3 separate regions of the Sus scrofa genome follow, and all the other regions are linked to region 2. Evidence: chromatin contacts called from public HiChIP or PLAC-seq data. All regions are on one chromosome and are shown on one strand. The core of a region is the stretch at or near the end of the contact, and the rest is flanking DNA. Distances in the headings are between cores, read along the strand shown.

Region 1 (3,998 bases), core at 1,160-3,659, 480 kb before region 2:
TGCAGGTCAAGTAATGAAGAAGAGTGTAAACCTAGAATTTTTTTGTACTCCCTGGTCTTTCTATGCACACCCCTAGCACATACCAGCCTACAAGGTAGAGAGTCAACATTCAATTAGTACTTGGGAATTGAGACATCACTTCATAATCTCAGGAAAGGTGAGAATCAGGTGCATTTTCACCTCCATCCCCCTGTTATTCTGTATCAGCCTTCAAGTCAGCTGAGAAGTTAGGCAAACTAAGGAGGGAGAAGATGGGAATACATAGCCTGCACCCTAGTACAGGAAGTTGTATAAACCACAACATCATTATAATTCCCAAATACAAGAAAGACCAAAAAAACAGCAATGAAAGGTTAAGATGGCTTAGATTTCTTAATACTTTCTTATAATTATAATTAATACAATTTTAATTCTTATAGTATACTTTCTTTTCTTCTTGCCTAGTTGCCATGCATACCAGCACTCCTCAGTCCTGTGTTCATGGCAGACATCACTAATCAATCCTGAAACTTTTCCTCAAATGGAACCTCCAAGATCACTCTCACCATAATGTGTCAGCTCTTCTGTTGGCAAAAGTTAGTACATAATCTTAAATCCACTTCATTCCTGCTCTTGACTTTTTAATTAAACTAATCAATCTGGAAAGATTCTTTAAGCAACAATTAGCTTAAATCTTCTAGGTAGGTAAGCCTCCTGGTTTCCTGGGTATGTGACTGTCAATTCTTCTTTTAAGGATGTCCATTGTTTTTTTTTTTTTAAATTACCCAGTGAATTTCATTACATTTATAGTTGTACAACAATCATCACAACCCAATTTTATAGCATTTTTTTTTCATTTGTTTTGCAGTTTTTGTTTTTTTTTTTCCCTGAGCAAAACATTTTGCTTTTTGGGGCCGCACTTGTGGCATATGGAAGTCCCCGGGGTAGGGGGCGAATCAGAGCTGCAGCTGCCGTCCTACACCACAGCCACAGCAGCACTGGATCCAAGCCACCTCTGAGACCTACACCACAGCTCACAGCAACAGTGGATCCCTTAACCTACTGAGTGAGGCCATGGATCAAACCCTCATCCTCATGGACACTAGTTGGGTTCATCACCACTGAGCCACAACAGGAATTCCAGATTCCCATGGTTCTTGCTACCCACATCACATTCCCGTGCCCATACTACCTTGGCTTATACTGAGAACGGATTCTTTTTCACGTTTACCTAAACTCTCTTCTGCATCTTTCAGAGAAAGATCAACAGAATGATGAGAAAATGAACGGGCTGTTTGGATCTTCTCAGCCTTCCGCAGCTTGTGTGCTATTTGGGAATCAGGGCAAAACAAATGACTTTGGACTTTCAGAGTTTCTTAGAGAAACTACTAGATTACTTTCTAATCTTACAACAACGAGGCTTCCACACGTATTAACCACAAGCCAAGGCCATGCTACATCTTCTCAAGGAGATGACGGGACTTTGACGCTAGATCCTCACGTCCCCCCAGTCAGGGAGGCACAGAAAGCTTCCTAGCCAGCAGAGAAGAGATGCGAATCAGAAGAAAACAGGGCCGAGAACGCAAGAAGGACAATTTGCTGGGTCATGAACTGAATCAGGTGTGTAAACATGGTTCCCTCTTACCTGACCCAGACCTTGTGGAATTAGGCCCTGCAGCCCCACCCACTCACAAACCTCTACAGTCCCACTGGCCAGGCCCAGCCTCATCCAGACAAGACTTTGCGTGGCGCTGGGCTCCTGTGTACACTAGGGGGTGCACACAGGCTTGTTATCCAGCTCGGCCCTGAGAAATTCTCACCGGTAGAGCAGGGAAAACATGATATGCTGGCCAGGAGCCACTCTTCCGCTCTGGAAAGTGCTGGAAGTGGAACGGGGTTTGGGATTGGAGTTGAGGAAGAAGCACGACATCCTTGTTAATTGCTCTAAGTTGTTTGCTGGTTTTATTTTCAGAGCTGACCTGGCTCCTGAGAGCTGGGGACGAAGGGAAGGTTACATAAGGTGGCAGGCGGGCTCCTCTGTGGGGCTGGCAGCCTGTCAGCCATCCCCAGGGTGAGTCAACACCTGGGAAATAGCATCCAAGGGCGGCTCTTTCAAGCTGGATGGAACTTTCTACCATTACACTGGAGCCACTGTTTGACCCACTCCCAGGCCAGGGAGGCAGGAGCTAATCAGGTCCCCGGGTAGTGTCCCTTTCTGGCACCAGTCCATGAAGGAGGCTCAGAAGGTTCTTTCGAAACTTTAGTGCTGGCGTTGGGGCAGCAGGGCAGTACTCTCAGCCCCAGCTCATTTCACACAAGAGACTTCTGCTCCACTGGCCTACTTTCAGGGTGGAGTGGATGGAGGCCAGCTTGCGGCCGAGCAGAGCCTTCTTCTCCACCCCGTTCTCCACCCCATTCTTCCAGAACCTTCAACAGAGGCTTTGTTCTCCCGGGCCAGAGAACAACGGATGGTGACCACAGTTTCCCAGCCTATCCAGGGGAAATGAGCAGAGGAAAGGAGCCCAGGGTTTTTATTGCCAAATATTTCTTTCCCTAGGAGGACAAGGCATTCAAATCACCAAGTGGAGATTGGAGTTGGTCCAGCCATAAACCAACTTAATGAACACTAATAGAGAACAGCAATGATTGTTGACTTCAAAATGCAAACAAGAACTTTAGACACTGATTCCTATCAGCTTGGTCAGCCTGCACAGATGCCACGGGCTGTTTTGACTGTTGCTTAGCAATGGGAAGTGCACTGTTCCTGTCTCTTATCACTGGAGGTAGAGGTAGGACAATGCACTTTATTGGACTGAATAGGTATGAAATTAGTTTATTCTTTCTCACTTGGAGAAGGCAATTGGTAGCAAAGAGAGTCACTTGAACCATGGGCGGTTTCGAGGTTGCGAGATGGCCCGCCTTTCCTGCCGTCTCAGTAAATCCCAATTGCCATGTGTTTTTCCTCTACAGATAAAGTTTGAACTTTTGCTAGGAGTGTCCATCCTCTCATTAGCGAAAATAGCTTCCAAGAGAGACCTACAGACCAGAGTGGGGGTTAAGTTCAGGACAGTGAAGTCAAAGGTGCAAAGTTCAAGGGGGGTGCCCCCCAAATCAGTCATCAAAATAAATCATATTTTTGCAATATCTTTAATGCCAATTAATGAAAAAAAGAGTCATGGTGAATAAAAGTTTAAAGGAAGACAGCATCAGTATCACTGACTTTTTTCCTTTGACTGCAGGTTCCACTAGGGCAGTGCTCAGCTCTGCCACAAACATTGTTCCTGCTTCACACATGTTTACAACACAGAAGACTTTTGGAGCTGCTTTTTCTCAAAAGAGTGATTGTGCTGTGCGGGGTAGAGGATCCGGTATCTGGGCAGAGGGCTTCCCTTCCTCTGTGGGAAGAAGACCTTCCTGACGCCTTTGAGCAACCCCTCTTCCATGACAGGGCGACCTACCTATGCTTCCAGGATTGTGTCACAGAGAGCCCTAAAGTGCCAGGACTCTGCTGAAAGTTGTCTAACTATTCCTAAAGCAACAGGGACAGGCCTAGAGCTGGTAGTTTATGGTAAAATCATCTCCTCTTTGTTTTTTAGTATTAACAGTAACTCTTGCATATTGGGAAACTTTAGGTTGAATACTACGGACTTGCCAATATTCAACTTTTTTTTTTCCACTTCAAATACATATGGTTTAATCAAATGCATGCCAAGAATGGTAACCTGAAGAATGGATCCCGAAGATGTCCCCATACTAATCTCTGGAACCGGTGAATGTTACCTTACAGATGAGAACGTGTGCAAGAGAGCGCCACCTAGGGGTAGATCTAACCAAAGACTTGTAAGTCTTTCCTGAAAAAATTATAAGCTGTTATTGAAGGATATATACAGTCTATAGACACAATGCAGTTCTTTTTTTTTTTTTTTTTTTGTCTTTTTTGCCATTTCTTGGCCCGCTTCCATGGCACATGGAGGTTCCCAGGCCAGGGGTCCAATCGGAGCTGCAGCCACCAACTTACG
Region 2 (4,420 bases), core at 354-2,853:
ATGAATCTTTTTTATTATGAAATATCACTTTCATCTCTAGCAACACTCCTTGCCTGTTAGAGGGTCTACTTTATCTGACATTAATATAGTTATAAGATCTTTTGGTGTTTTCATGGTATATGTTTTTACATCCTCATGTTTGATCCTTTTGTACTTTTAAAATAATGTATGTCTCTTTAAAGCAGTACAGACGTTTTCAAAAAATCCAGGCTAATAATCTTTAGCGTTTAATAAGAATATTTACTCTGTTTATATTTAATATAATTGCTGATATATTTGGGCCTAAACCCACTAGTTTTTATTTGTCTCACCTATTCAAGGGTCTTTTTGCTCATAATAATTTTTTAAAAGATACTTTTAGTATCTTTATTTCTGCATTTATTTATTTATTTTAGTATCTTTATTTCTGATGAACCTATTAGGTAGACATGGAATTCAGAGTCAACAGTTCAGCCACTTGAAATACTATCTATTTGCTTTTTACTTCTATTGTTTCAGTGGAAGGGTCAGTTGTCAATCTTACTGTTGCTCTTTTGAAGACAAGAGTTACCCATCCCTCCAGCCCTGGCTGCTTTTCAGCTTTTCTCCTTTTTATTTTCAGAAATCTTACCCTGTTGTTCCAAGGCGAAGTTTCTTTTCACTCATCCAGCTTAATGTCCTAGGGCTTCTCGATTCTGTGACTTTGTGTCATTTGTTAGTTAGTTTTGGAGAATCCTCAGCCATTTGCTTCTCAATTATTTCTTCTGTTCCCTTTTCTCTCTCCCCACCTACCAAAACTCCTGATACTTGTACATTAGGTCTTTCGTCTATATCCCCTGTACCATTCCATTCAAATTTCTGTGTTTACTGTCTATCATCTTGCCTCTCTGTGCTTCATTTGGGTATTTTCTTCTGCCTTATATTCTAGTTCACTAACTTTCTCTTCAACAATACCTACGCCACTGAATGCATCCATTTTTTGACAGCTTTATTAAAGCACAATTTATATACCATAATATTCACCTACTATAAGTGTATATTCAATGATTTTAGTATCAATTCAGTTATAAAAACCATCACCATCACCAATATCCAATCTTACAGGGATTTTTCACTACCCGCAAAATTTCATCTATTTAGATTTCAGTAACTATGTTTTTCAGTTCTAGGTTCTTATTTGTAATTTTCAGTTCTCTGGAAAATTTTTAAAGCTTCTCTTTTAATTCTTTGACTATATCAGTTACAGTTATTTGAGCGACCATATATAATTAATTCACTATTTGGATCCCTTGTAGGTATCTCTCTCTTATTTGTCAAATTTTTGTCTTGGTTTTTTATTATGTCTTGATTTCTCATATATCTAGTTATTTTTCATTGGGTGGCAGATATAGTCCATGAAAAACTCTAGTGAACATGAGGCTCCAGAAGATGTATCTTCCTCCAGAGAGGATTTTTGCTTTTGCTTCTGGCAGGCATCTAAGTTAGTGACACTAATCTGAAAATATTTTATTTTTGGCTTCAGTCCCTGTGAGAGTTTTTCTATTTCTGGTTCATCTTGACTCAGGGTTCCAAATGAAAGCTGAGGTTGTTTACTAGGGTTTCTGCTCCTTGGCAGGACTTGACTACAATTACCATTCCCCAAACCCCAGGAGTTTGTTGAAAGCTCTGCTAAGTGTCTAGTCTCTTAGCCACTACTTTTGGAATTGATGACTGTCTCAAGAAGAAGATCCAAATGCTGGGCTCACCTCTTAGGTGAGGGGAGTTTCCTCCCCCCAAATCTTATCTCTGCAATTCCTTATTGCCTTGATGGCTCTCCAGTGCTTCCAAACTGAGTTGCTGTTGTTGTAGTTTTTCCTTTTTAATTTTAAGCAGCTTTTCTCAGCAGAAAAGTTGGTCAAAACAAACTTGACCTACTATTGCCAGACATATTGACTACCATTGTTAAGTAAGGTGACCATAATTTATCATACACATCAAGATGCTTTTGAAAATAAAAGGAGGCAGTACTAGTGATTACACTGGGACAGTGCACATAAACCCAAACTACCACAAACAAATCAGGATATGTGGTAACTGCAGTAAAAATGCATGGAGCACTTTGCTTAAAAAATGTAAATTACTTTAATATTCACATTGGTCTTATTACAAATATGGAGATCTTCTCCCTTTTCTTTGTAGTGAGTGAATATTTGGTATTAAGGATACAAATGAACCCTTGCTCAGTGTAGGGAGAGACCACACAGTAGCTCATTATATCAGGAGACAGAGTTAACTATTCCACCCAGCCTGCTAGTTCATGAGCTCTATATCTCATTAATGTCCTTGGCCTAGACTTGGTACCTCCAAAAGTGTAGTTTTGGAAACTTTGCCAAAAAAGTTTTTTTCTATAGAGTTAAGAGAGAAGCCTTAGATTTGAGAAGAAAGTGAACATAATTTCCAAAGATAGTACCCTGCCCCCCCAACGACATCTCTTTTATTAGAAATGCTCTGCTCTCATCTGCCAGAAATTCTATGCCCTGCTCCATGAAGGAAACACATAATAAATGAAGGGTTAGCTCTGTCTTGGCTTTTGGGGGAGCTAGACTATTCACCTGGGTCATCTTCTAAAATGAACTCCTCTGGACTGGAGAGCTATTCTCTGACCAATGCCAGAGCTCAGCCCAAGGAGCTGCGCAATCAAATAAAATGTGGTTGATACCTAATTACAGACTCACCACATCTTGTATTTTGCAGCCTGACCCTTCCTGGAATTTTGATGATGCTATTCAGAATACACTTCCTTTTCTTCATCTGCACAGTTTAGATGGCTTGATTCGAAACAATCTTTTAGTACATAAACAGCCCAACATTTTTCCAAAACACAGGCTTTATCAGCATATAAAGTAATTTGCCACATGCATTGTGTTTGCATCTGAACAGGTGGATAATAGATTAGAGTTACTAAGATGTCAGTGTATTTTCCCATCCACAGTACAGTGCAGTCGAGAGAGAAAACTACTCTTTGAAAACAAAACAAATTATGATTCCAACAATTTAACTCAGGTCCATATGTCATTCTCATTTACTAAGACCAATAGCAACAGAAAATAAACGTGGAGCCTTGAAAACATTGAGCCTAGCAACAAAGTAATGAGTTAAACTCAAATAGAGAGTGATACTGAGGACAGTAACCCAGGGTTTGGTTTCGGGGAAATTATCTGTGGCCTTGAAGAATATTCAAGAGCTGAGTTCCTCTGTTTGCTGCTAAATACTGACCTCTTTCAGCAAAGAAAAAAGGAGGGCAAGGTCTCTATTTAAGAATTTGAGATACTGTAGATCAACTTATACTTTAATTGATTAAAAAGTGAAAAAACACAAACCAAAAAACTTGAGATAACACCAAGCCTCCCCCCCTTACCCCACATCATACCAAAAAACTCAAAACCTCACCATTACTGGATCAATCACAAAGCCAAGGTTTTCTCCACACAAAGCAGTTTGTCTACACTAGCTCATCCAACCCCCCATGGGGCAGAGTCTTACTTACATTGCTCATCTCCCCATGCCCTGCCTCTCAACAATATCAAGCACTCCATAGACCTCAACAAGTATTTCCAGAATGACTGAATGAATTCTCCTAACAACCTGGAGAATGACTGAATGAATTCTTATAACAACCTGGAACGGGCTGATTTCCACACTGCCAAGGAAACAACTGAGACAGATGATGCTGATCCCCATGGAAGTGGCACTAATGTTTACAGTGCCCTCACCAAACTCCAGGCTTGTGGAGTTTTTTCCAATTTTTTTTCTTTTAATCTTTTTGGGGCTGCACTCGTGGCATATGGAGGTTCCCAGGCTAGGGGTTGAATTGGAGCTATAGCCACCAGCCTACACCATGGCCACAGCAACACCAGATCCAACCCACGTCCATGACCTACACCAGAGCTCACGGAAACGCCAGATCCTTAACCCACTGAGCAAGGTCAGGATCGAAACTGCATTCTCAGGAATACTAGCTGGGTTTGTGAACTGTTGAGTCAAGATGGGAGCTCTGTTTTTTTTTTCCAAATTTGTATTTTGACCGATTTCAAATCCAAGAAGAAAATTTGAAGGAACAACACAAGAAATAAGTTGCAGACCACGATGCTGCATCCCTAAATATGTTAGAACAAGAACATTCTCCTTTCAGTCGGAGATTTAATCTTTTGGAGCCTACAGTTTATTCAAAACTGAGTGGTAGGGGACACTTCCAAAAGCTGAGCACAAAATTCACACTTTCAAGAAAGTTATTATATAGTTGGCGATTTAAACTGTACAAATGTGAAATAATTCAGGATAATTAGATCCTAAACTTGGTGGCACTGATTCTAAGTGATATAGGAGCTCAGAGAAGTGAGAAGTCAGGTTGGGCTGAAGTTTCAGAGAGGAAACACAGGGCAGAGACAGACTGACTCTTTAT
Region 3 (4,174 bases), core at 723-3,222, 300 kb after region 2:
TGGGAAAATAATGCCTCCGCATTGAATTGGGAATTAGGAGATGTGAGTCTTGATCTGAGTCTGTGTAACCTTGGATAAGTCATGAAATTCACTTAGCCTCCATTTTTTGAGCTATATAATGAGAGAAGGTATATTGAATTTCTAAAATCTCTGCCACCACCTGCTTCCTTGATTGTGTATCTCAAAGAATCAAAGATCTGAACCAATCAGATCTAACCAAAGACATTAGTTGTGCTATTTCTAAAAAAACGTACCTTACACACTTACGCTTTTAAATTATATACTGGCTAAAGCATCTAAGTAAGAGTGTTTTATGATTACCATTGCATTGAACTTTCTTCTGACTTGTTTCAATCTTTCTAACACAGAATATTCTGTGGAAAATTCAATTAAACCATCAGAGTTTTAAATGCAAAAAAAAAAAATGTTGTTACAGACAATCCTAGAACTGAGTTTTATAATATTATTAAAAAGAATATTTAAATTTAAATAATCTTGCTGTGCCTGAAATAAGGGCTGCGCATCAATTCCTGCCAAACAGAAGCATCCGGCTGCTTGATGCCTGCAGCTCTCAGAGGTGGGCTGCGGCTCTCCTGGAGTTCATCTCTGGAAGAGTAATGCTCGGTGAAAGTCTGTGGGGCAAACAAATGGATGGATGAACAAACTCTTAGTAACGCCTTTGCTATCCTACCTTTTGGAAATCTCATACTTGCGTCTCCAGTCTTACACGTTTAGGCAGATTCACACCAACAAGTCAATATCCCCAAGGATAGACAGGCAAATAGCTGAAAACCAGATCTATCTGAGTAGCTCTTTTACGAGTCTGAGTCTGCAAAATCCTTGTGAAATGTTACAACCTAGAAATATCTCTTCATTAGTGGAGCACGAGGCATTACCGGACACAAAGAGGACTTCCTGCCCTAAAGCCCTGGCTAAGTCCAGGGGTATCGTGTGGGGCTCAAAAACAACTGAGTCACCGTCTCTGCCTCAAAGGAGGGAAGTGTCGGGAAAACACCACCTAACAAACCCTCGGGATCTCATCTTTCACCAACTCTGGGGAAAAGTGATTACTATTCCCATTTTACAAGCTGGGAAAACTGAGCTCTAAAGAACTGATACAGGGAGTTCCCTGGTGGCCTAACAGTTAAGGATCCAGTGTTGCCATCTGGTGACGTGTGGCTCAGATCACTGCCGTGGCGCAGATTCGATCCCTGGCCCGGAAATTTCCATGTGCCATGAGTGTAGCCAAAAAAAATAGATGTAAGTGACCAAGGGGCGGTTATGAAATATGTAGGGAAATTCAAACCTGCTCTAGGGTTTTAAATTTCCTGACTTCCTGAATTGACAGGCAGTCTTTATCTAGGTGAAAGGAAGATTATTTAAATTTAAATAGTCTTTATAATATCATAAAAGTCAGTTCTAGGATTATCTGTTAAAAACATTTTTTCGACTTTGTTTCTTTTTTACTTTTTTTTACTTTTTAAAACTCTGATAGCTTTCCATAGCATATTCTATGTTTGGAAGATTGAAACAAGTCAGAAGAAAACTTCAATGGGATAATAAAATCATAAAATGCTATTACTTAGGTGCTTTAGCCAGTGTAAAATTTAAAAGTATAACTAAGTAAGGCCTTTTTTTTTTTTTAAGACTAGTACAAGTAACATCTTTGGTTAGATCTGACTGATGGATCCAGACCTTTGACGTCTTAACTCCAAGTCCTCTGTTTTTCTGGCCGCATCTCCAGGACACATTCAGGCAACAGACTATCGCTCTACGGGACTTGTTAGGCACTAAAAAACAAAGGCTTAAACAAACCTAGTCCACAAAAAGCACATTAATAGTTAAAAAAAAAAAAAGTAGTAATAATACAAAATAGTACTTCTTAGCTCTAAATTCCACACCTAAATAGACCCAGGAATACGGCACTAGCACACAGTATTGGCCTCACTTCTGTTCCCCAGCCAGCAGGCTACGGGCGAGTTCCAGAATGGAGCCGGGAGTTACACAACTATGCCATCTCCGACAGGCAAATCCTATGGGAGCCAATGACATATGTACAGAAGTTTACTAGAAATGTACTCTGCCGTCCATCAGAGATACTCGGTTTAGTTCCTAAATTTAGAAGGTGCAATAATTTGGGCATACGTTTTTGGTACTAATTTTTCAAAAACTAATAAGACAACATTTATTAAGAAAGGCTCTGGGCTAACTTCCTCTCCTTTCAGTTAATTTCTTATCAGAATTTTTAGCACCACCAACTGGCTAAAGAGACCAACTACAAATGTGCTTGGCTCTCAGTGGGCTTTGTTCATTAAAAGAAGATCATATAGATATTTCACGTTTAATTTATGGTAAAGCAATTTATTTCAATCACTAAATAAAATTAGAAATGCCTTTCCTTGTCAGTCAAATAAAAAATAATCCACTTTGGCTTTTTCACTTAAGAAGAAGGTATGTTTTGCTTAGTAAGTTATTAGAGAAAACTAAATCTACCCACTAAAGCTAATTTGATTTATTCTACCATAAGCTCACACTAAAAAGCAAAGACTAAGAACTAAATGAAAATTAGAAAGTAAGAGAGAGATAGCAACTAAGTGGTATTGAATACTATGCTTGCCTACAGTGTCCACAAAAGACATTAATTTAATTGGAACTAAAAATGATTGAGGAGGCAATTTCACATTTAAAAATTTTTGAGGAGTTTTTGTTGTGGCTTAATGGTAACAAACCAAATTAGTATCCATGAGGACGAGGGTTTGATCCCTGGCCCTGCTCAGTGGGTTAAGGATCCAGCATTGCCGTGAGCTGTGGTATAGGTCACAGATGCAGCTCTGATCCAGCACTGCTGTGGCTGTGATGTAGGCTGGCAGCTGTAGCTCTGATTGGACCCCTAGCCTGGGAACTTCCATATGCCATGAGTGTGGCCCTAAAAAGAAAATAAATAAATAAATAAATTTTTATCTTTTTTTCATCAAGATTCCTGACTCAGAGATGGATGCTGATATATGAACATGTGAATATGTACTGCCATTGCGCTTTCCCTCCTATTTAACTGAGACCCATCTAGCAATGGATGCCAGTGTAGAGACAGCACAACTGAACCATAGGGGCTCATCTGATTTCTGTACATCAGCTTGTGGAAATAAGTATTCCTGAAGAACTAGGTCCAATTTTTTTTCCCCCAAACAACCGATCTGTGGATAGAAGGTGTCTATGAAAAGGATATCCGGCCACTTGTCATGCCGAACTGGTAACCAGCAGAATGAATGGCACCACACTCTAACAAATTGGGTCACTAAAAGAAACTTCTCTAGTAGACAACGCGCAAGAAAGGAAAAGAAAGTTTCACCCAATTGATTCAAGTTGACTCTGATAACAGAGTTCTGTTAAAAGCTTTCTGACAGAGTTTAAAACTACCGTAATAATTTTACGATGACAGCAGTTTAAATGTCTACACAAATGCGTGGTCAAGTTCGTATGTTTTAAAGCCTCTGACTCTACATCTGAAATGGAAAGCCCAGAAAAGAAGACAATTTGCAACAGGCTCAGATAAAATGCAGGGCCAGCAGCTGCTCTACCCAATTTAACACACAACTTCAACATGCAAATTTTGATCAACTTCATTCTACTCCTTTGCTCCTTTATTTACTCATCGATTCATTCACTCAGGTACTCATTGACTATTCTCTCTCTGGCAAACACAGTTAAATGACTGCAAAAGGGAAATAAGAATAAGACTCTTCTGCTGTCCCCTCCTCTCTTTGGACGGGTGCCTGGTCATGCCATCTCCAAGGCAGGGAAGATTTCCATCTGAAATCATGAATGAGTTACCAGGAACCTTAACAATAAGAAGACTTGGATTAAGAAAACCATTTTATAAGTTTTATTGTTATTTCTGAATATGTTCCTTTAGCGTGATTATTGAATGACACTTAAAGCTAAGTGCGTTTAGACATTTTAACTGAAAATTCTATTATTATTAAGCAACAGCATTCTTAAATCAAAAAATACAATTTTGAGGTGTAACAAAAACATCTGTCTGCTAACAAGTGCCAGCAATGTGACTGTCATCAAATAAAAATGTGTGATTATTTGTCAATTTCCGATGCCTTTTCTTCCTACCCAAAAGATAAAATAAGTGAGAAGTCAGTCTCGTTTGGCCTGAGATGAGCGA

What was found. HiChIP or PLAC-seq counts read pairs in DNA pulled down with a chosen protein or histone mark.
Region 1: an H3K27ac HiChIP or PLAC-seq map of skeletal muscle shows a contact between it and region 2, with 17 times the contacts expected there. The contact joins two enhancer-like sites. A contact is called at or near these places in 4 of 47 Hi-C or Micro-C datasets (embryonic fibroblasts, fetal skeletal muscle, heart right ventricle and 1 more) and 1 of 2 datasets of contacts at active chromatin or transcription factors (skeletal muscle).
Region 3: an H3K27ac HiChIP or PLAC-seq map of skeletal muscle shows a contact between it and region 2. The contact joins two enhancer-like sites. A contact is called at or near these places in 3 of 47 Hi-C or Micro-C datasets (embryonic fibroblasts, mesenteric adipose tissue and retroperitoneal adipose tissue) and 1 of 2 datasets of contacts at active chromatin or transcription factors (skeletal muscle).

Annotation. Positions count from the first base shown.
Region 1 is chr7:110,948,547-110,952,544 of Sscrofa11.1, forward strand. No RefSeq gene overlaps it. Among named protein-coding and RNA genes, the nearest start is that of TTC8, 220 kb to the left of the region's middle. Within about 2 kb of position 2,410, at least 30 of the 83 cell types and tissues checked have an H3K27ac peak or open chromatin away from gene starts, as enhancers often do. A contact at or near this core is called in skeletal muscle and subcutaneous adipose tissue, where this site is marked.
Region 2 is chr7:111,432,063-111,436,482 of Sscrofa11.1, forward strand. All of the region lies in intron 1 of LOC106504536, which reads right to left. It also overlaps a transcript of FOXN3 not described here. Among named protein-coding and RNA genes, the nearest start is that of FOXN3, 93 kb to the left of the region's middle. Within about 2 kb of position 1,604, at least 8 of the 83 cell types and tissues checked have an H3K27ac peak or open chromatin away from gene starts, as enhancers often do. A contact at or near this core is called in skeletal muscle and subcutaneous adipose tissue, where this site is marked.
Region 3 is chr7:111,728,684-111,732,857 of Sscrofa11.1, forward strand. All of the region lies in intron 5 of EFCAB11 (EF-hand calcium-binding domain-containing protein 11), which reads right to left. Among named protein-coding and RNA genes, the nearest start is that of EFCAB11, 35 kb to the right of the region's middle. Within about 2 kb of position 1,973, at least 12 of the 83 cell types and tissues checked have an H3K27ac peak or open chromatin away from gene starts, as enhancers often do. A contact at or near this core is called in skeletal muscle, where this site is marked.